Linked DNA regions of Mus musculus: regions 1, 2, 3, 4, 6 and 7 are each linked to region 5. The links are chromatin contacts, called in public HiCAR-type, HiChIP or PLAC-seq and promoter capture Hi-C maps. All regions are on one chromosome and are shown on one strand. The core of a region is the stretch at or near the end of the contact, and the rest is flanking DNA. Distances in the headings are between cores, read along the strand shown.

Region 1 (2,965 bases), core at 211-2,710, 780 kb after region 5:
TGGGGGAAACTTGGAGGAGATGTGGGGACCTGGAGGAGATGAGGGGACCTGGAGGAAATGGGGAGACCTGGAGGAGATGAGGGGACCTGGAGGAGATGAGGGGACCTGGAGGAAATGGGGGAACCTGGAGGATATGGGGGGACTTGGAGGATATGAGGGGACCTAGAGGAGATGGTGGGGACCTGGAGGAGATGAGGGGACCTGGAGGAAATGGGGGGACCTGGAGGAAATGGGGGGACCTGGAGGAGATGGGGGGACCTGGAGGAAATGGGGGACCTAGAGGAGATGGTGGGGACCTGGAGGAGATGAGGGGACCTGGAGGAAATGGGGGGGACCTGGAGGAGATGGGGGAACCTGGAGGAGATGGGGGGACCTGGAGGAGATGGGGGAAACCTGGAGGAGATGGGGGAAACCTGGAGGAAATGTGGGGACCTGGAGGAAATGAGGGGACCTGGAGGAGATGTGGGGACCTGGAAGAGATGAGGGAACCTGGAGGAGATGAGGGGACCTGGAGGAAATGGGGAGACCTGGAGGAGATGAGAGGACCTGGAGGAGATGGGGGGACCTGGAGGAGATGGGGGGACCTGGAGGAGATGAGAGGACCTGGAGGAGATGGGGGGACCTGGAGGAGATGGGGGGATCTGGAGGAGATGGGGGGACCTGGAGGAGATGAGAGGGGCTTGCAGTTCTGAGGAACTCCAGGTGAGAGGCCTTGCATTGGGCATAGTCAAGCAGCAAAGGCTGGAGGAGGAACAATTCTCAGATGAGGTTGAGCAGGTTGAAAGGGGCTCTTGGTTGTTCTAAGGGCCTGGAGGTGAGCTTTCTTCCTACCTGTGGCCACAATGGGTTTCTCAGTAACTCAGACACAGGAGCAATGGTAACCCTGGGCTTTCCTGCCTGTCCTGGGAATTGGCAACAGACAGATGCATACCCAGACCTCAGATGGGGTCAAAACGAGCAGGGCCTTCACATAAATATCCCATACATTAGTGAAGAAAAGTGGGTAAGATTGATGGATTAAAAATGGCTGACATTTCCTCAAAATACTTCAATAACGTTGAAAACACAGCACACGGAAGACAGAAACTTTTCTCTAAGGAAATGGGACTCTAAATTGAGTTGAAAAATACTTTATTGAAGTCATCTAAATGTATTTTTTTTAATGATACTTGGGAAATCAGATTAAAAACATCATTGTGTTGCTGGGTTTTTGTTTGTTTTATGGTTTGTTTGTTGTTCTTAAGCAAATAGGACAGGGGTGGAATTTGCCTGTGTTTAGTTTGCACTTGAAAAGTGTGTTCTGAAACTGCCGTACATCTGCCCCTTTTTTTTTCTTTTTCGTTTTTCCCTTTTTTTTTTTTTTTTTTTTTTGCCAATTCCTGGGAACATGGTCTTACCCAATTGTACAGGAGGAGCCCAGACAGCTAGATTCTAGCCACAGACCCAGCTGCAGACTTGACTAACTGCCTCCTGGGACGGTAGAGCTAGGAGGCAGCCAGCCAGCTTCTCTGTTGTGAGAACAGCCTTACTGGGGCACACTGGTTACTGTAGCTGAGATGGCTTCAGCTGAATATATGAGCAGACACCTGGGCAGGAAGAAACACACTTCCAGAACTTTCCTAGAGTAGATTTCACAGAATTATGTGTGGGCTGTTCTGGAGAAGAGAGCACTCCCTGCTCAGCACTGGTTTCCCACGTACCGCACAGTGAGTTTGCTTTCTTAACACCTGGCCTACGTCAAAGCCTTGTGGGTTTTGGTTTTAAAATAGACTGTGTAAGACTTGGTGCAAAGCACCTTGAGGTTAAAACTTTCCAGGAAACTTCCTTCTCCCATGATGATCCCCACGTGCCTGAAACATTCCTAAACTGAAATTCAGGGGGCCAGAAGATATGTATATGTGTGTATATATATGTATATGTGATATATATCATGTATAAAACATATATATTTATATTCATTATATATTTATAATATATTAATATATGTGTATGTGATATATCACATATAAAACATATATTACTATATGTATATGTGTATACATGTATATATATGTATATATGTGTATATATATGTATACATATATATATGTGTGTGTATATACATATACATATACATATACATATACATATACATATACATATACATATACATATACATATACATATACATATACATATACATATACATATACATATACATATACATATACATATACATATACATATACATACATATACATATACATATACATATACATATACATATATATATATCAGACAATATAATTGTAAGCTTGAACAAGCACCAAGTCTTGGGACAAGTTTCTACAAATACCAGCTGCAAAGCTAGACAGCAACTAGGAAATATTGCTAGACTGAGAGCTAATAGCACTGTCATGACGAGAACTTGGAAAGTGTAACTTTACTTTGAACCTTCATTGGCTCTAGAGGAAGAGGTGCCATGGAATGATGCCGGTAGTGAGCCAAATGGAGTTAAGTCAAGGGCTAGTGAGCCTTCAGGAATATGAACATCTGATGCTAGCGTCATTACTGGTGGGTTAAGGGTGAGGAGGCCTGAGAGATACAGAGACCAGGCAGAGACCTCTACCATGTGTTTCTAGAACCTTCATCTTCAGGGTAAGAATTCAGAGATGAGACAAGGTTGGGGATTAGGAAGTTTCGTTTTAGGAAGTACACACTCAGGAGGGACGTCCCAAGAGAGTTACACCTTGTGGTCTTTAGACAACATCTGGGGGATGGGGTACAAAGGATTAACCCTTGGGGTGATTTAACAAGGAATACTTTGTCATGTCTGGATGCAAGGGAGAAGTTCCGTCATGATGTCGCAGTTGACGCTATTTTTCTTTTAATGATAAAGCCACATTTGATAGTTATTGATTCTATATTTAGATTCTATGTGGTTTATGACCCTAAAGTTTTTGTCTTAAAACAATTCCTTGTTGCT
Region 2 (2,713 bases), core at 94-2,593, 830 kb after region 5:
GCTACAAGGCGGACAAGATGGCTTGTGTCTGTCATCCAAAACCTGGGTGGCCAAGGAACAGGAGTTTAAGGTCAGTCTCAGCTACATACCAACTTCAATGCCAGCATGGGCTACCTGAGACCCTGTCTCAAAAATCAAATCAAGACAAAACTGCAAGTCTTAGATTGTTTTCCAGAAGTTAGGGAACTTTTTCAATGCAGTATACCTCCCTCAAAAACCAAGTACATCAGAAATCTATACAAAAGCCACAATTTATTTTACCTAGCTTTGCAGGTAAACAAACAAAATGGCACTTAACACCAACTGATGGCTTTTAAATTGTCGTTTGGCTTTCTATGTTTAGCTGAACCAATTACATGATGTGTGTGCGCGCGCCTGTGCATGACCGCACGTGCTAAACTCAGTCTGTCCCACTTCCCTCCCACCTTTCCCGCCCCCCACCCCCACCCCGCCCCGTACATCAGAAAGTTCTTAGGCAACTTTGTGCAATGGCGGGGAGAGAGGGCGAGAAGCTCAGATGCAAAGGAGAGCAGAGTGCAGAGCGCGCACTCAGGTGACCTCTCACATTTGTTCCCAGCTTGCTCAATCCCAAGGACAGCACGCTCCAAGCGCTGCTCATTCTTTCCACACCCGAGGACGCAGTCAATGCCTGTCTGGCGTCTGTTCCCCTAATCCCCCTGTCCCGCACTCGTCCTTCCATCCCGCTTCCCTGTCCCCGCCCCCCTGCTCCGCAAGTGTCCCCCGCCCCACAACCTGCCCCACACGTACCCCTCCATCTTCTAGCCCCCCACTTGTGCCCCATCCACCTGCTCCACACTTGTTCATCTACCTGTTCCACACTCCACACACACACATCCCCCTGCCTGGCACCAGTCCCTTTATTTTCTCGCTTCATACCCGTCCCCATCCACTTGCCTGGCTCGGATTCTCGCATTTCCCCCCAACCCCCCAGCCTCCGGGGACTGTCCCGCCTCCAACCCCCTGCCACCCCGCGCCCCCTTGTCGCGGCTCACCGTCGCTGCACTTGTACTGGCAGAGCCCGTCCTCCCCGCCCAGCAGGTCCAGCGCGGCGTTGAGGTACGTGTCTATCTTGTGGATGCCGTTGCGGATGGTCTTGAGGGTGGCCCTCCAGTCGGTGGTCTGGTCCTGTTCCTGCCCACGCGCAGTGGCCAGCAGCAGGAGGAGGAGGAGCGCGGGGCTCCGGGCGGGCGCGGGCCGCGGAGTCACCATCTGCGGGGCCGGCGCGGCGGGGCTGGGCAGCGGCGCGCGCTCCGGCTCCGGCTCAGGCCCCCGGCCTCCTCCGCGCTCGCGAGCTCGCGCCCCGTCACTGAGCTGCGCCGAACGGTGGGCCCGCCCGGGCACGCGCGCCGCTGCCCACAGTGCGCATGCGCCCGAGCGTGGGAGCCTCATTGCCCACGTGGTCTCCGGAACGCTCCCGTAGCTTACGGTCCTGCCTCTATGGAGTCTTAAAAACGCCTTGCCAATGCCCTAGACATAGTCATTGCTTTGGTTCAACACCACAGTGAATTGGTTTTGTTTTGTTTTGTTTGTTTTTTGTATTGTTTTTCAAGACTGGGTCTCTGTGTAGCCCTGGCTGTCCTGGAACTCACCTAGACCAGGTTGGCCTCGAACTCAAGAGATCCGCCTGCTGGGATTAAAGGCGTGCGCCACCGCCTCCCAGCTCCTAGTGAGGTTTGTTTGCTTGCTTGTTTTACAAAGCTCTCCTGTTTACCGAGACACCATAATTTAGAACGACTCCAGTAGCACAGCCTCCCTTGGGCTCCGCAGTCCCAGCCTTTACTGGACAAGGCCTGGGGTCCAGCGTAGAAAACTGTTTGAACACGGGCTGGCCTTGCACCCTACCAAGCCTGGATTTGCCTCCTGGGTTCTTGTGGGAACCCTATGATCAGCCGCAGTCCTAGCAGCGCAGCATGGTCTGGAGGATTGTTGAAGATGGAACTCTGCTCAATCTGCCAGAGCACTTCCTCCATTGCTTCTAATTCTAAGGAAGGAGAAGTTGGCAGTTATCCCTCCTTAAAATTCTAAATACTGTAGAGAAAAAGCTAATCACCGACTAGGCAGAGGAAAGGGAGGCAGGAGTGTGTCTTCCGAAGCGGGACAAATGCGGTAAGGTTACCTGGGACCAGCCCTCAGTTAATTTTTCTGAGACAGAGTCTTGGCCTGTAGCCCAGGCTGCCCTCCAACTTGCCTTGAACACACTATCCTCTCAAGTGCTAGGATCTTGGCGCCAAGCCTCTCTCTTTTCTATTTCTTTACACATTTACATCTTGCTGAATGTATGTCTTTTACCTTAACAATAACCTGTGCTCTGAGGACACGGGTTGCCGCGTGTCTCTCTCTGGGGATTACGTTCTCAAATGCCAGATTCTTTGGCACCTTTTCTCGTCTATTGCACACGGATGCAATAACACGACTGGTTAAACCGGATTCAGTTCCTCACTTCTCTTTATGATCTGCCATCCATGGCCACAGCAGTCACCTCATAATTAAAATAAAATCTCACCATTGCCACAGACTCAGATCCCCCTCCCTGGTACCCTGTCGTCATCAGTTTTGTCCCCAGACACTGTATTTTCTTTCCTTGACCCATCTAGAACCAGGGGCATTCTCCTTCCCCAAGGTGGCTTCTGTCTTCTTCAGTCTCCCTTGGAACAGTCTGGGATCTCCTGTCTTCCATATCTCATGTCAGCCC
Region 3 (2,774 bases), core at 40-2,539, 700 kb after region 5:
CACTACATCATCTGAAACCTGAGCATCCTGTATTCGCTCAACACATTTTGGGTGGAGCCTTCTTGGCTTCATATTTTCAGATTATGAGAACACTGGAGCCTGTGGTAATAGCACATCCACACAGGGTCCATCCTTGAGTCAGTAAACAGTTCCTGGATGCCTTGAGTTGTGAGTAAGGCAGCCCACAAAACAGCTCTCCAGAGCTCTGTGGAACCCAAGAACTTCCTGCATGCTGCTAAGGAGGATGGATGGATGTCAGGAGACTGGGGAGAGACCACCCACAGTGCCCCTGGGAAAATGGTCCAAGCTTCTGCCCTGCAGGGCGTAGTGAGGCAGCAAGCAAGCTGTTCAGGGATCAAGCCTGCAGCTGCAGCTCCCTGTCCTTGCTGCTGAGCCCAGTAGGACTGTGCCTCAGAGCCCAGGTAGAGGCCACCGCTCAGATAGTGGGGCTTAGGGCCAGGGCTCCTGAAGAAGTGGCAGCTGGGTGAGAGTCTTGTGGTGAGAGTGAGGTCAGAGGGGAAGATGAGGTAAGCTGGAGACGGCGTGGGGAACAGGGCTCCTTCAGTGGTGTCTCTAGCTCCTGCTTATGCCGTCCAGTGAGCTCACTGTTACATTTAGAGTGTATGTTGCACTTTTCAACAGTGAAATGTGGGGTCCTTGGTCTTTTGATAGCTGTCTTGTACATGCCTGGTTGAGTAATTTCCTTTCTGCGAATAGCTGTGGTAACCTGCCTAAGTAGTTGACACTCAGCTCTTTGAGGGTACGGTTATCATGGCTACTAACATACTGCATGTTTGTGTCTTTTCAGCTCGTTTCGATGTACCTTGACCAGTATCCCCCAGACACAGGCTTTACTGAATAAAGCTAAGCTTCCTTTAGGATTGCTGTTGCATCCCTTCAGAGACCTGACGGTAAAGAACATTTTACGTATTTAGGTTCGGATACATGTGTAAGGTATCCAGATTACTCTGTTTCCTAAGGGTGCTTGTCTTTGATTAGAGTTGCAATAATCATTTCTGGGTTGGTGATTGGTCCCCAGGGCCCACGTGGTGGAAGCAAAGAGCCAACTCCCAGAAGTTGCCCTCTGACCTCCATGTTCAGGCTATGGCTAGCACACCCCCACACATTCCCACATCCCGTGGAACATGCAGAACAGAAATAAATAAATGTAATACCTTTCTTTTAACAGTTACTGTTTCTGTAAGATTTGAGTCAACACTTGTCCGCTGAGTAGCTGCTTTGTGCCGGGTGCCATTGAGCGCTGGCCACAGCCTGGGTCTCCTCCCGAGTGGGACAGATGTGAACTACAGCTGTGTGCTGCCTCACTGACATGGAGCACTAAGCACAGTGTGGGGAGCAGTCCGTGTGAGCCCCTGTGGGTGTAGTTAGTAGAGGCGTCTGTAAGAAAGTCTGGGCCTCACGTTGAACTGAGTTTGCCACTAGGGCCGATGCTCAAACTTCAAGAGTCTTTTGTTAATCTGCTATGTCCAGGTAGAGTGGGAAATTCCCTGATTGAAATTAAATAACCTTGTGACCGAGGGGGAAGTCTACAAATGCCAAGTCTGCTGAATGGCAGCAGTTGCTTACGTCTCCAGTGTGTTTTCAGTTAAGAGCCACTTTGCTAGACTCTAGCACATCTTTTTTGGCATTTCATGTAGATAATGTTAGCAGTAGCTGACAAAATAGCCTGTTTAGCCAAAAAAATTAAAAATAAAAAATTTAAATTTAGAAAAGAATTTAGCGGGAGGCATTTGTACTTAAGCTGCATTTTTCTGTCACATTTTTTTTTTCCGGGTCCACCTGTTAGGCTGGGTGGAAAGTATCAGTGAATAGAAAATAATGATAACACATGGCCAGTTCTGGGAATTTAGTCATTTAACGAATACTATGCAATTTAAACACTATTATAACCTTCATCATTAAACTAAGACAGTTAACTCTTCCATGCATAGCTGAGAGTTTTTCTCCTTTTTGTGTTTTTGTTTTTGTTTTTTGGGGGTGAGGGGGGCAGGGTCTCACTATGTAGCCCAGACTGATTATAAACTCACATAAACCCACCTGATTCTGCCCCGACTGCTGGGGTTATAGGCAGATGTGACTGTGCCTGCTGCTAAGGGTCTTTCTTTAAGTACAGACCCCACATACGACACTTCTAGAATGTGCACCTGAGAGTCAATAGTGACATCTTATGGGGTCTAGAATTATGTGCACTTTAATTTTTTTCATTTTTAGTTAATTTTATTTTCCACTTGTTCCTCACAAGTGACATATGGCTGTTTCTATGATAAGATAATAGTGCAGGACATTAAATACAGAAATTTGGTGTTGATTTTTAAATCCCAAATGAAGCATGTAAAATGGTAACGGATGGGTTAAGGGGCATAGAACAGTATATGGCGTTTTAATGTGTTTTATAGTTTCTAAATTGACCAACTATAAAGTTCTTTTCCAAACTGAGTGTAGGGTGTGTTTTCTGTTCTCGGCTGCTGTGGGATGACAGTCAGCTGGACAGCAGCCTCCTCTGCCTGGTCCCAGGGGCAGACATGCTGCAGAGGGCACAGCTTCCTTTCAACCTGAGTGCCATCCTTTGCTGTTTCTCGAGTCAGGCCGAGAAGTCCTGACGCTGTTTTCTCAGCTCACCAGGCCGTTTGGTCAGCTCCTGACTGTTTATACTATGTGGCTTACCTCTGTGGGGAGTGATAGCTGCTCCTCTTGCTAAGCACCCACGTCACTAGGTTGAATGGCACACCCATTGTCTTGTACGTGCAGTGGGC
Region 4 (2,825 bases), core at 134-2,633, 780 kb before region 5:
CCTTTCTGTAACTTGAAAACAAGTGCGCTCCCCACAATGAAGTCTAACCTGTGGTTAATTGCAGGAGAGGTTAACTTAAACTTCTGGATTGTGACATCATCTGTGACCTGCCACCTTGGCACCTCCCCTCCAAAGTTCTATTTTGCTGCCATTGGGTTTAATGATTATTGACACAAATGATACCCACACAAAACACCAGAAATGCTTATTGTTGTTTTTGTGGATTATGTTAACTCCCATAGGACAGTCTGTACAATCCTACACGTTCAAACTTAAAACCAGAAGGGAAGTAGGCAATGCAATAAAAAGCATTTCTATCAATTAAACTCATTGGAGGTTTAGCCAGCTGCCTGGATGCCTAGTGACACCCTCCAAAACGACCGTGGTTGACTGAAAACTGCTACAAGGTGTGGAAACGACTCCAAAGAAATGCTGATCCTTGGCCATTTTTAGACAGAAGCAACCCTTCCTGCAACCTAATTGGTAAGATCAGCCGGGGCCGGGGATGGGGGTTGGGGGGCACACACACATATGGACACTTGTGCCCCAAGGCAACAGAAACGCACAGGTTCATTTAAGTGGAGAGTCACTCTTTCAGAGTCATTCTGGTTCCGGTTTCTCATCCTTGCCAGGACGCAATTCACCTAACGGAGCAAATGACAAGGTGGGTAGCATCATTAGTCTCACTAACCGGGAACAAGCACCCTTCCAGCTCACCTAGAGGTGCCACCAGGCCCGTGGTGACTAACCTCGCCAAGCGGTCTTGTGATGTTTGGAAACCTACCCCCTCGACCTAGGCGGGGCACCACCCCTTGAGTCAGCGGGTGCCCCTGGCCCGCACACGTCGTTATTAGGAAGCAGTTTCCGAAACCCGAGGAGGTGCGGAGGTGGCTTATCCCTTCCCTGCCCCACCCCTGAAAGTTGCTGGGAGCGGCACCTAGAGAACTTTCCCAGATTGATCCCCGCCCGCGTTCAGGGAGGTCTGCCCGGCTCTGCGCTCAGCCTGCGGCCGGGAGCCACCTCGTGCTGCCTGCCAAGCCCCTCCTTCGCCGCATCTTGTAGGGCCGCAGAGGGGAGGGAGGGTCGGTCGGCCAGCTGGGATCGCCTCCCCGAAGAAGTCGCACCGGTTTTTCGAGCTCGGCTAGGCGTCCGGAGAGACTCGGTCGCCGGGAGTCGCGGGAGCCCGCGGGAGCCTCGGGCCCGGGGTGAGTCACGGCTGGGAGCAGGAGAGGGCTGGCGAGAGTGCGAGAATGAATGATGTCAGGGCGCGGGCTGGGGAGGAGGGCGGGCCCGCGGTAAACAGAGCTGCGCGCTGCCCCGGGCTCCGCCGGCCGGAGACCCCGCCCTCGGCGCCGCCGGAGCCGCCCGGAGCCCGGCCCGCTGCGGCGCCCGGACTGCGGCCTGGGGCGGAGCGGCTACCTATGCGGGCGAGACCCGCGCAAAGTTTGCAGCTCTCGGGCCCGGTCCCCCGGGTCCTCTGCGCCCAGCGAGCGCCCCCGGCGTGCGAGCACCGGCTGCGAGCGGTGAGCGCCGGGCCGGGAGGAGGATGGGCTGCGGGCTGCGCGTCCTGCGGAGCGCGCGGGGACGTGGCTCCAGTGGGGGACGTGGCTCTGGTCGCCACCGCCTCCCCACAGGCCGCCCCGCCCCGGGCATCCTTGCTCAGTTTTCATCTGCTGGGGGTCAGCTGGTGGCTGTCTCTCCTCCCAGCCTGCTGCTCATTCATTTGCGACCCATTTTCGGATACTTGGTGATGGTGTTGAAATGGCACAGGTTAAACCGTAGATTGTGCAGTGCCGCTCTGGGGGGTCAGGGTTGAAGTTCGAGTGGTGGAGGAGAGGCTGCCACACGCTGACAAGCTGTGCACAAGACCAGCTCCAGGCTGCCCAACAGGACCTTTGGCGTTCAGACCCGCGCCCCTTAAGGAAGGGAGATTCGATTTGTCAGCACAGAGAGGTGGGAGTGGACCTTACCCCGTCACAATCTGTGGGTCCGGTGATCGTTCTGTCTCAGAAGCAAATAGTTCAAATGCTATATCCTGTAATCTTTTATTAATCCGCCGTTCCTCTATTTCCAAGACTTGCTTATTTCTAAAATGACCTTAAATTATTTTGACATGTGTTTGAAATACTGAAGAGGCTCAACTCTTTTTGTCAGTGTGTTCGCGTGAACTTTGAATCCTTTAACTGTTCAGTTCTTTGGTTTCACCTCGGTTATGTTAACCATCCCGAACAGGTAAAAATGGCATTAGGACTACCTTAGACAATAGCAACGATTAAGTAAGGATTAATGAGGTTAGTAATTAAGGCTGGAAAGTACAAAAGTCTGAACGTAAACCTCTTTCATCAAAGCAAACTTCAATAAATTTTAACTCTTGACCTGTAAATAATAGCAAGTTCCAGTTGGCTTAGGTAAATGCCAGCTTCCTTCTGACAGATCTGGCGGGCCCAGGTTAGCACGTGAAATATTGTTGTCTACTCCCTTAGAGTGGGAAGGGAGGTTTCCAGGAAGTTAAACGTTGCAGGTGGATACCTAAGAAGGTTTTGTCCCCACCCTCTGTCCTGGGAGCTACTAAATGTTTAAGAGACATCAAAGCAGCTGGACACACAGAGAATGAGAGGCCTGGACTCTGCAGAAGGTATTTGTAGCGAACTCTTTACCATTTCTTCCTCTCCTCTCCTCTCCTCTCCTCTCCTCTCCTCTCCTCTCCTCTCCTCTCCTCTCCTCTCCTCTCCTCTCCTCTCCTTTCCTAGAAGCAAGCAAAGTTCATTTTTGTTTTTGTTTTTATAGACCATATTCCTTGGTCCACTGATAGAGTCGTGTTTCAT
Region 5 (2,960 bases), core at 243-2,742:
TTAAAACTAATGATGTTTCTTCTAATTAAAAACGTTTCAGAGTTTTAACTCAGCCTAGCATATTTGTAGCACTAATTTTGATCCTGGCACCTTTTTAAAAAAGAGAGAGAGAGAAAAAAAAGAAAACCAAAATAATTATGCAGTGAGAAGGATCTGGGCAATGTTACTCCAGCTTTTTATTTATTTATTTTTTTAATGGTTTTTTGAGACAGGGTTTCTCTGTATAGCCTCAGCTGTCCTGGAACTCACTCTGTAGACCAGGCTGTCCTCAAACTCAGAAATCTGTCTGCCTCTGCCTCCCAAGTGCTGGGATTAAAGGTGTGTGCCACCACTGCCCGGCGGTACTCCAGCTTTGTGAGTTAATGAAATACAAGCATGGTATGACACAGCTTGACATGATATCCATATTGTATGTTTTTGAAAAAAAATATATTCATCGCCAGTTCACACTTCATATTTCTGTTGCTTATAGTAAAACTAACAGTAGATGATTTTAGTTCCTTAACTCCTGCTGTGGCTCAAATTTTAAAATCTGAATGGTCCAAGCCACTAACATTTCTACCCCCATTGGCTTGTTATGTTGCTTAAGCTTTTTATCATAGGATACGGGAACGATAAGAGGCACTGCAGCGGAGCTTCTGTATTCCAAAAACATTTCCCCCCTCCTTGCTGTTTTATAATAGCCCGTTATTTCCTTGATTGATCAGGATTACTGTCTCTAGCTAGTAAAGTCCTTTCTTATTTACATTTGATACCTTGGCAGGAAGACACCTGAAGTAGCCAGGTGGCAGGATTTTCCGTTCCAATTTTAGTATTTATGGTGCTGAAGCCGGCGCCCTACTAAGCAGGTAATTAAGGTGAGAAACCAGAATGACTTCAAGATTTTTGGCCTGGGTGATTTTTACTAACTCAGGCGTGACTGAAAATGGTTTAAAGTAATATTTGTTCTGTCACAGTTTGTGGTTGACATGGACTGTGTGGGTTTTATTCATTTATTATTATTATTTTTTATAAAGCCCATACTACTTTGGCAATTACTGCCAATTAGCGTCGCTATACAGCATGAAGAAAAAGCTCAGCGAATTAGAGCTTTTTAAAGCCCCGAGGGGAGACCTCCAATACTAAAAGGGAGCACACATCTAAACTTTCATTCATCCTCCAGCTCTATGAACTTAAGAGTTTCCAGCAGCCAATCAGCTCTCAAGTAGGTGGCGTCAGCAAGTGGGCGGGGCAGTGGGGATGCTAATCTCTCCGCTTCTGTGGCTTGGCCACGTAGGACGCCTTGCAGGTCCTGGAAGGTATATAATAAACAATGATCTCTCAGTAAGAAAAAAGCTTCTAACCCACACTCAAGCCTAAAAACGACCATTATTATTTATTTTTAAATATGTATATTATTTATCAGGTTAGTGCAATTTCTTTCTTTCTACAGTGAATATCTTGTCTCCTTCTGACTTCTACAGACCTGTGGTCCTCGGCTTACGCATGCGCAGTAGGCGGGCGTGTTTCCGGGCGGTGCGGGAGGCTGGAGGCCAGAGGGCTGGCCCTACCGCCGGGGACATGGAGACTCTGTACCGAGTCCCATTCTTAGTGCTCGAATGCCCCAACCTGAAGCTGAAGAAACCGCCCTGGGTGCACATGCCGTCGGCTATGACGGTGTACGCCCTGGTAGTGGTATCTTACTTCCTCATTACCGGAGGTAACTCGGCCGTGATGGGTCGGGTGGGCGCGCAGGCTGCTCGCTCCGGAGGCGCGTGGCCCCCGAGCCGGGCCCCGTAGGCTCACGCCTTTCACTGGAAAGAGATGGTCTCCTCTCTGCCCGCTTTTTCCTTCGAGCGCTGAGTTGGATATAATTGTCAAGTCCAGCTAGTTGTTATTTCTTGCTGTGCATTGTTTGACCAGGGTCTTGGGAACATCATTTTTGAATCACTGTGTTTCCTTGGTTGGTCGAGAGAGTGTGGGACTTTTATTAAACTAATCGTGAGGACCCTGAAATCGTGGAAGAGATCTGATAACCTTTGAGTTTGTTAGTTCAGACCCCAGGGGCTTGGATTGCTTTATGTCAAATCACAGGAATGAGAAGGGAACTTACCGAAGCCACGGTTTTTTTGAGAAATACGTGAGATTGGAATTGAGGCTTGCAAAAAGATGGTGTATCTCAGAGGGCAGAAAATGGGACTCAGAAAATAGAAGGGAAGCAGTGCTTTTTAGATATCTGTCACCAAATCCCTTAAGTGGAAAATGCAGAGGGGTGTGGCTTTGCCTATTGGTGAGTTGGCAGTCCGTCTGCAGGCTCTAGAGCACCCTTTGGAGCGACAGTTCCAGGATGTATCCAGGACTGGGCTTCAGGAATTTAGGAAGTAGTGTACTACTTAATTCAGAAAATTAAAAAGATTTTTGGTTAGCAAAAGTGGTTCAACTTTTTTTAGGGTGTGTGTAGACATATTGCTATTGCTTAACTGCTTTCTGAGGCTACTTGGCATATTTGAAGAGGTAGAAGACAGTATTTAACTGTAGAGTTGGCATTCTACGGAGTGCACATTAACGGAAATGCTAAAGGCCACTTTAAACATTGTTGTTGTTGTTTAAGAAAAAAAAAAAAAAAGACATTACCTGGTGTGTGTGGCGTTAACATTCACTTTTGCTCAGCACAGTGAATCGTGAATATGACACCTAATGCCTTGGGCTTTAAGAACTTAGTGTTCATTCTTGCCAGCTTGTTTCTTGACTTTTGCTTCCTTTGGAGACAGTTTTTGTGAGAAGCCTCAGCTTTCTATTGGGCCACAGTTTTGGTGGTTTTAGAATGGGGTTTGGGGGGAATTTCGCTGCCCCAACCACTGGGTCAAAATGGAAGGGCGCATTTTGTACATTTACCGTTTGGCTTCTGGAATGGCTTCTTCTCAGCATGGCGAGAAGCATGGCAGTCGTGTGCAGGCAGACGTGGTGCTGGGAGAGCTGAA
Region 6 (2,936 bases), core at 132-2,631, 740 kb after region 5:
TTAAATTTTGGGACAGATTCTCACTATGTAGCCTCGACTGGCTTGGAACCTATTATAGAGTCCCGGCTGGCCTTGAACTTACAAACTAAGGTCCTCTTGTTTCTGCCTCCTGATTACTGGAATTAAAGTGCATCATTACCACTGACCTGGAGAAGCCTTCTATTGGATCTAAGGTTGTAACACCAGAGCAGGGAAACGCAATGGTGCCTCCGCAGCTAGCTTACCAACCAGCCAAACACTGGGATTACATGGCTAGAGGGGCGGGCGGGGGTGGGGGTGGGGCGGGGGATAGTGTACCAATCACAGCAAAACTCTCACACAGATGGTTTGTGTTCACACCAAAGACAACAACTGTAACTTTTGAGCTGCCAGGTAAAATGCTTCTCTTCTGGGCTGGTTAGAAATAGTGACAGGGCATGTGATAGCAAAACCGCCCTGTGTAAACTGAAACACTCCAGGCTGGGGCTGTAACCTTGGGAGCTTTGATCACCATCCTGTAGTTTCCTCAAGGCATCTGTGCTGCGCTCAGAATGGCAGAGTGTTTGACTGACAGTCCTTTGGCTCGAGGCAGCCAGGAATCAGGGGAAGCCTAACAGCTGCCAATTAGGAAGCCAAATTGCCTCCCCACCCCCACATGTTTGCCATTTACAGGAAAGCGAGCGTCGAGCATTGAGCATTGAGAGTGCTTACAATGCGAGCCTACAGAACTGATCGTTAACGCTAATAGCGGTTTTAACAGTGATTTCGCAATGCTTAACTCCTGCCCCTCGGGGAGCAGGGTCCTTTCATGTGCCCCCCAAAGAGAAGCAAGCTTTGCTGTGGAAGAAAATTTCCCAGTGTCTGGACTTGGGCCAGCCTGTAATGAACTACAAATCTCTGGAGCATCTAGAGTCCTGGGCTGACTTTGCCAGTGATCTGAGGCCCAGGAGAGGCTCATCCCAAGCCTTGGAGCCCACCTGGAGGTGGAGCTTTGGCAAACTCATTTTTCTTCCTCTTTCCAGCCGGGCAAAGGAGCGCAATTTCCAGGGACCTTTCAGCTCCCAGCTCCCAGTCCTTTCCTCAGAGCCCTGGAGTTTTGGTTCATGTTGTGGCAGGGTTTGGGGTAGCTCAGAGTGTACTCCAACTTTTTAGTGGATGGTGGCCTTGAACTCCCAATCATCGGCCTGCGTTCCCAAATCTGAGGTCCCAAGCAAGCCTCACTACTTCCGGTCCTGGCTTCTGTTGGGTTTTGACATCAACAGCTGCATGGTGTGAGTCCAGCTCCTCTTTCCTTTCTCAAGACGTATGTGAGGGAGCCAGGAAGAAGTTCGCCACTCGTTTGCGCTTTTTTAAAGAGAGAGAAAAAAAAATGTTTCTTTTTTTGTCGGAGGAAAAATACCCAGCCTGGAGCCCGGGTGTGCACCAAGCGAAGTCAAAGCGGGGACACACCCTCCTGTCGCCGCCCCAGTCGGCGGGGCGGGCAGAGCCCACAGCGGGCTGGGCTATAGCAGCCGGATGAGGATGCGTCGTTAATGCCAGGAGCTCTGTCCGGCAGGAGGATGCTCCCGAGCGGGCTATGTCTGGGTCGGTGGCAGCTGCTGCGGACGATCCGAGCCCGCGGCCGCGGGGATCCCAGGGAGCTGCCATCCACACCCCAGGTAAGGCGCGGCGCAGGCTCGGGAGCCTCGGGTGGAAAGTTTGCGTTGGGCAAGTTCGGCAGGAGTGAAAGCAGTTCCCTGCGTGCTGCTCCGCACCCCGACAGGTGGTGGCCGCGGGCGACTTGTCCCGGGGCTGTGGGGGAGACAGGCCAGGAGCGGCCAGCGCGGGGCGCATCTCCCGGGAGCGCAGCCCGCTGACCCCACCGCTGTGTCCTGCGGTCTGTAGTCGCCGGGGTGGAGGGGAGGCCGCGAGAGCTTGGTGGGCTGTGTCATCGGAGGGTGGCTGTCATCGGGGTGGGCTGTAACCTGGGATGCTGTCTTCCAGGGTGGACTGGCCCAGGACCCTGTCTTGCCCCTCCTCCAAACCCGGAGCCCCTCCCTTTCGTTACATGTAAACCCGAGTCAGTGGTGAATCAGAAGTGTGTGCTGTAACAGTTAGGCGGGCACAGTTTGTGTCATGGCCTGTGTGGAACCTCGAGGAGGAGGGAAGAGGTGTGGATGGGCACAGAAAAGGAAGAAGAGCGGGAACGTGCTGAGTTTACTAGCTTCATGATACAAAGGGGGCCAGGGGAAAGGGACCCGAGGCTGCTTGGGGCTGGGACTGGAGCTGAGTCTGCCCACACCTCAATTACTGGGTTAGCTTTCAGACTGCTAAAGGGAGAGCGATATATGAACATATTTACTATCTCTCACTGCAGTGAGAACGGAGCTGTGTCAGCTCCATCGCTTTCAGTTCCTGTATCTTTCCGGCTCGACTGCCCCAGTGCCCCAATCCTTGGATTCTGCCCCCCAAGTATAGTCTTAATGCCCCAGAATTTACACCGATAAAAGAAATATTTCAATGCTTAAAGGAACACTTTTGTTAAATGTTTGAAAGCAAGCAGAAACGTCCATTTTGACACTTCTACCTAAGGCAAACTCCTTAAAACTTATTGTGGGCAAACTCAGTGAAGTGGTTTCAGAAAAGTTCTCTAAAAATAGTACTTTAAGGTTTACCTCTCAGAGACAAAGGCATTCCGAACACTCTTAACTACTCACTCCTTTCTTTGCCTCACACCACAGAAACACAGTGATAATTAAACAGTGCTGACTAGAAAGCTCATTTGACAATTTCGAAGTGTTGAGAATGGAGCCAAACAACGAGGCTCTATTAGGCCACACCCACCTACCACTAGGTCTCTCCCATTTAAATACCTGGAGTAAATACCTGGATGAAATACCGGATCCCAGAATAAAGCCAAGCCTGCGGGGCTGCATCTCTGTGCAGCTTTGGATTCTCTACCCCCTAAGAGTTTCAGC
Region 7 (2,785 bases), core at 99-2,598, 680 kb after region 5:
TCTCCACTCCAATACCTAGATAAAATTATAGGGGAGCATACTGTACACCCTCAAAAACTAGAAATTCACAGGGATTTTTTTTCAAAACTCTAATGATTTTGGGAACAGCTGGGAGATATAGATTGGCTCAGCACTTAAGCTTATTACCCAAGAACTTAGACGGAGACACTGATCACTCTTTTCCATGCCAGTTACTTTTGAGGATAGGATGACCCTAGCTGTATGGAAGTGGCTGTGTCCAAGTACATATATAGGACCCAGCCACGCCTTTTCACTAGCAATCCTAAAACCATCCATGATCCCTACTGGGGCACTCTGGCCACTGCAGAGCATTCTGAAATAGTTGCATTTAGGGCATTCCTTATCTAGGGTTTTGAACCTTTGCTATGATTTGGTGGCAAATTTTATTTCAAAGGGACTCAAACATACTATAGGAATGCTAGGTAAAGCTCTAGAAGTAAGGTATGTCTCACTCAGGAGGTCGGCAGCACTGGCTCGGGCAGCAATTCAATGTCTAGCAGCATTCATTGGCTGATTATTCTGGCCAGCTTGATTCTCGGCTTCCACCATCCAAGGTAGTATACTGTACCTGACTCATGGGGTTGCTTTTCCTGAAGGCACACAGTCTTAGCCCCTTGTTTTAGCTAACCTGTTTACACACGCTCCTGACGATGTTACAGCCCCTACCACTCCACCACTCTTCCTTGGGTTCTGAAGTACCATGCACAGTATACTCAGTGAGTTAACTCTGCAGTTTGCATAGTTTTAGATTATTTTGCCTTTCCCTCTGTCAATATTTGCAGCCTATACTCTTACATAGTAGGAGTATGGCAAGCCTTAGAGATGGCCTACATTGGTCAGGCACCAGATCAGAAGGTATACCATCTTTTCCATCAGCTCCTGGAACTCTTGCTTCCACGTCAGAGTCCTTGCTATGTTGGCCATATGTGGCCACATATAGCTTTCCCCAGACCACTGGCTGGTTGGTAATGCATGGCCGACATCTTGGTCTCAGGGTCCTTGCTCCAATTCCCTCTTGCTGTGCAGCCTGCCTTGATTAAAAAAAAAAAAATCCATAATAGTCATGCTTTGTGTCATCACCCCTCCCCCCCTTTTTTACAAAAGACACTTGCCATTTTCTGAGAGCAGGCGAGGCTAACGCGATATGCCCACAGTGGTCCTTTCCAGCCTGTCGCGTGACGGCCCTGACCCTGTTATGTTATGTCCTAGTGCTGTCTGGCAGATGGCTGCTGTTCTTTCTTCATGTCGTCTCCTTTGGCAGTGTACAGTTGGTGCGTGTGTCTGTTGATAGCTGTTCTCATATTGTTTGTGCCCTGCTCGCACAGGGAGGCTGCCAGCCAGCATGCTGTTGCTCGTTGCCTTCTTGGATTTGCTGGGATGGGCCATCCACAGCACATAGGTAGACAGTGTTCCTGCTTATAGCTTTTCTGCATTAAAAAACTAATGTGTTCAACACAAAATAGCTCACAACATGGGCATTCCTCAGGGACAGGGGAACATAGAAAGACCCCACAGGTGGATCAAGCAACAGTTAGAAAAGCAAAAAGGGTAAAATCTCTGCTCCTACTGAGTCTCTAAACAGGGCTTCATTTACACTAAGTTTTAATTGTGCAAAGATGACATTAACAGAATGGTACTGGTTGCCAGAGAACAGGGAAATAAAACCTGAGGTGACAGGAAAGTGGTTTGGCCTGTCCCCTTGCTAATGTGGGGAAGAGGGTATTCTTGTGTCTTCCCTGAAGGTGAGGAACAGCCACTTTGGGTACCTTCAAGGCACCTAAAGAGCTTTGGATGCAGTGAAGTTCCTGGTTGCAGGTGTGAAGAGGCTGAGACTGGAGCCCACAGAGAAACCGAAAGTGTGGCCCTTGAAGCCAATCGAGCGGTCTCCAAGGAGGAGGCCTCCTGCACAAACTTCAAGGAGGGCGACACCACCAACGTGGGGTCAAATAAAAAGGCTGATGCAAATGTCGGAGGAGGGAGCACGAGGCCTGGGGTTGGGAAATAACCCTGCAGCTATATTTCTGATGTGTCTGGTAATCATATCCATTCAGGTAAGTCCAGTCAGGGGAAAAGCCTACTGGACATACATCCCCAGGCCATCGCTTTTTCACTCAGTGGCTTGGTCACATCTTTCCACACCTGTTTATACTAAAGGCATCCTTTGTTTGAGAGAGTACTTCTTTAACTACCCGGAGTTCTAGTGGGCTCTCTTCAGCTATTGGTGGTGAGCTACAGCTCTTAAATTTAGACAGAATTTAATGTCACACAGATGAATACTGGCATGTGTGAGAGCAGCCCCTTAGATCTATAGCAAGAGCAGATATGATTGGGGAACGAGCCGAGGCCCACCCCGGCTGTTTGGATACATGATAGTGTGTATTTGAGCCAGTTATGTCAGCACCTGAGGAATGGAGGAGGCTTATGTAAGATTGGCTCTACTATTACTGTCAGAAAACAGTCCTTGACAAGCTTCAGTCTTCCGTCTGTTGAACCTGTTAAACATTCCTTTCACTTTGTTGGGCACAGCAGCTGTTATGTTCTTCCCTCTTCTCCTTCTTACAGTCTGGTGTTGAGCATTTCAGCGAACCACCTCTGGACTAAGCACGGAGAGTCTTCGTGAACATCTAAGAAATAAGAAAGGGGGAGATGTGGGGAGCAAAGGAAGGCCTAAGTGAATTGTGTGTTGTCTGACATGAGCACGGCCATGTCAAGGACCCAGTGCCTCAGATCCATGGACATGGCAAGGCCTTTTCCGGGTCAGGCT

The links. Promoter capture Hi-C pulls out the DNA fragments that hold promoters and counts their contacts. HiCAR-type assays count read pairs that join an accessible place to other places. HiChIP or PLAC-seq counts read pairs in DNA pulled down with a chosen protein or histone mark.
Region 1: a promoter capture Hi-C map of liver shows a contact between it and region 5, with 3 times the contacts expected there. The contact joins the enhancer-like site here to the promoter of Ostc in region 5. A contact is called at or near these places in 13 of 39 promoter capture datasets (the 3T3-L1 cell line, 3T3-L1-derived adipocytes, the C10 cell line and 8 more), 1 of 15 datasets of contacts at CTCF or cohesin (large pre-B cells), 5 of 484 Hi-C or Micro-C datasets (the G1E-ER4 cell line, bone marrow-derived macrophages, cortical neurons and 2 more), 10 of 115 datasets of contacts at active chromatin or transcription factors (bone marrow-derived macrophages, craniofacial prominence, embryonic hindbrain and 4 more) and 4 of 9 other capture datasets (adipose tissue, embryonic stem cells, liver and 1 more).
Region 2: a promoter capture Hi-C map of hippocampal neurons shows a contact between it and region 5, with 10 times the contacts expected there. The contact joins the promoter of Pla2g12a here to the promoter of Ostc in region 5. A contact is called at or near these places in 16 of 39 promoter capture datasets (the 3T3-L1 cell line, 3T3-L1-derived adipocytes, the C10 cell line and 10 more), 8 of 484 Hi-C or Micro-C datasets (B cells, the G1E-ER4 cell line, bone marrow-derived macrophages and 3 more), 18 of 115 datasets of contacts at active chromatin or transcription factors (bone marrow-derived macrophages, differentiating embryonic stem cells, double positive thymocytes and 13 more) and 4 of 9 other capture datasets (adipose tissue, embryonic stem cells, liver and 1 more).
Region 3: a contact with region 5 is called in a promoter capture Hi-C map of liver, with 2.7 times the contacts expected there. The contact joins the enhancer-like site here to the promoter of Ostc in region 5. A contact is called at or near these places in 11 of 39 promoter capture datasets (the 3T3-L1 cell line, 3T3-L1-derived adipocytes, the C10 cell line and 6 more), 5 of 484 Hi-C or Micro-C datasets (the G1E-ER4 cell line, cortical neurons, embryonic fibroblasts and 2 more) and 8 of 115 datasets of contacts at active chromatin or transcription factors (bone marrow-derived macrophages, craniofacial prominence, differentiating embryonic stem cells and 3 more).
Region 4: a contact with region 5 is called in a HiCAR-type map of astrocytes, with 2.7 times the contacts expected there. The contact joins the promoter of Sgms2 here to the promoter of Ostc in region 5. A contact is called at or near these places in 3 of 115 datasets of contacts at active chromatin or transcription factors (astrocytes, double positive thymocytes and extraembryonic endoderm stem cells).
Region 6: an H3K4me3 HiChIP or PLAC-seq map of bone marrow-derived macrophages shows a contact between it and region 5, with 9 times the contacts expected there. The contact joins the promoter of Mcub here to the promoter of Ostc in region 5. A contact is called at or near these places in 11 of 39 promoter capture datasets (the 3T3-L1 cell line, the HPC-7 cell line, cranial neural crest and 7 more), 5 of 484 Hi-C or Micro-C datasets (CD4 T cells, Th1 cells, cerebellar granule neurons and 2 more), 12 of 115 datasets of contacts at active chromatin or transcription factors (astrocytes, bone marrow-derived macrophages, embryonic forebrain and 6 more) and 2 of 9 other capture datasets (adipose tissue and embryonic stem cells).
Region 7: a contact with region 5 is called in a promoter capture Hi-C map of hippocampal neurons, with 3 times the contacts expected there. The contact joins the enhancer-like site here to the promoter of Ostc in region 5. A contact is called at or near these places in 8 of 39 promoter capture datasets (the 3T3-L1 cell line, 3T3-L1-derived adipocytes, the C10 cell line and 4 more), 1 of 484 Hi-C or Micro-C datasets (embryonic fibroblasts) and 6 of 115 datasets of contacts at active chromatin or transcription factors (differentiating embryonic stem cells, embryonic stem cells, memory CD8 T cells and 1 more).

The regions. Positions count from the first base shown.
Region 1 is chr3:129,929,141-129,932,105 of GRCm38.p6, reverse strand. All of the region lies in intron 3 of Mcub (mitochondrial calcium uniporter dominant negative beta subunit), which reads left to right. Among named protein-coding and RNA genes, the nearest start is that of Gm40151, 17 kb to the left of the region's middle. Within about 2 kb of position 1,460, at least 26 of the 459 cell types and tissues checked have an H3K27ac peak or open chromatin away from gene starts, as enhancers often do. A contact at or near this core is called in liver, where this site is marked.
Region 2 is chr3:129,877,236-129,879,948 of GRCm38.p6, reverse strand. Pla2g12a (phospholipase A2, group XIIA) reads right to left here and starts at 1,343. Exons shown (of 4, transcript NM_023196.4): 1 at 1,014-1,343. The coding sequence starts at 1,230.
Region 3 is chr3:130,003,131-130,005,904 of GRCm38.p6, reverse strand. It overlaps Sec24b (Sec24 related gene family, member B (S. cerevisiae)), which reads left to right. Exons shown (of 24, transcript NM_207209.3): 8 at 809-911. Among named protein-coding and RNA genes, the nearest start is that of Mcub, 34 kb to the right of the region's middle. Within about 2 kb of position 1,289, at least 15 of the 459 cell types and tissues checked have an H3K27ac peak or open chromatin away from gene starts, as enhancers often do.
Region 4 is chr3:131,488,788-131,491,612 of GRCm38.p6, reverse strand. It overlaps Sgms2 (sphingomyelin synthase 2), which reads left to right and starts at 1,383. Exons shown (of 6, transcript NM_001379585.1): 1 at 1,383-1,523. Gm36753 (a long non-coding RNA gene) reads right to left here and starts at 1,097. Exons shown (of 5, transcript XR_003954556.1): 1 at 567-1,097; 2 at 1-48.
Region 5 is chr3:130,707,976-130,710,935 of GRCm38.p6, reverse strand. Ostc (oligosaccharyltransferase complex subunit (non-catalytic)) reads left to right here and starts at 1,492. Exons shown (of 4, transcript NM_025509.3): 1 at 1,492-1,699. The coding sequence starts at 1,561.
Region 6 is chr3:129,968,651-129,971,586 of GRCm38.p6, reverse strand. Mcub (mitochondrial calcium uniporter dominant negative beta subunit) reads left to right here and starts at 1,381. Exons shown (of 8, transcript NM_025779.3): 1 at 1,381-1,637. The coding sequence starts at 1,512.
Region 7 is chr3:130,024,909-130,027,693 of GRCm38.p6, reverse strand. All of the region lies in intron 3 of Sec24b (Sec24 related gene family, member B (S. cerevisiae)), which reads left to right. Among named protein-coding and RNA genes, the nearest start is that of Sec24b, 35 kb to the left of the region's middle. Within about 2 kb of position 1,348, at least 9 of the 459 cell types and tissues checked have an H3K27ac peak or open chromatin away from gene starts, as enhancers often do. A contact at or near this core is called in hippocampal neurons, where this site is marked.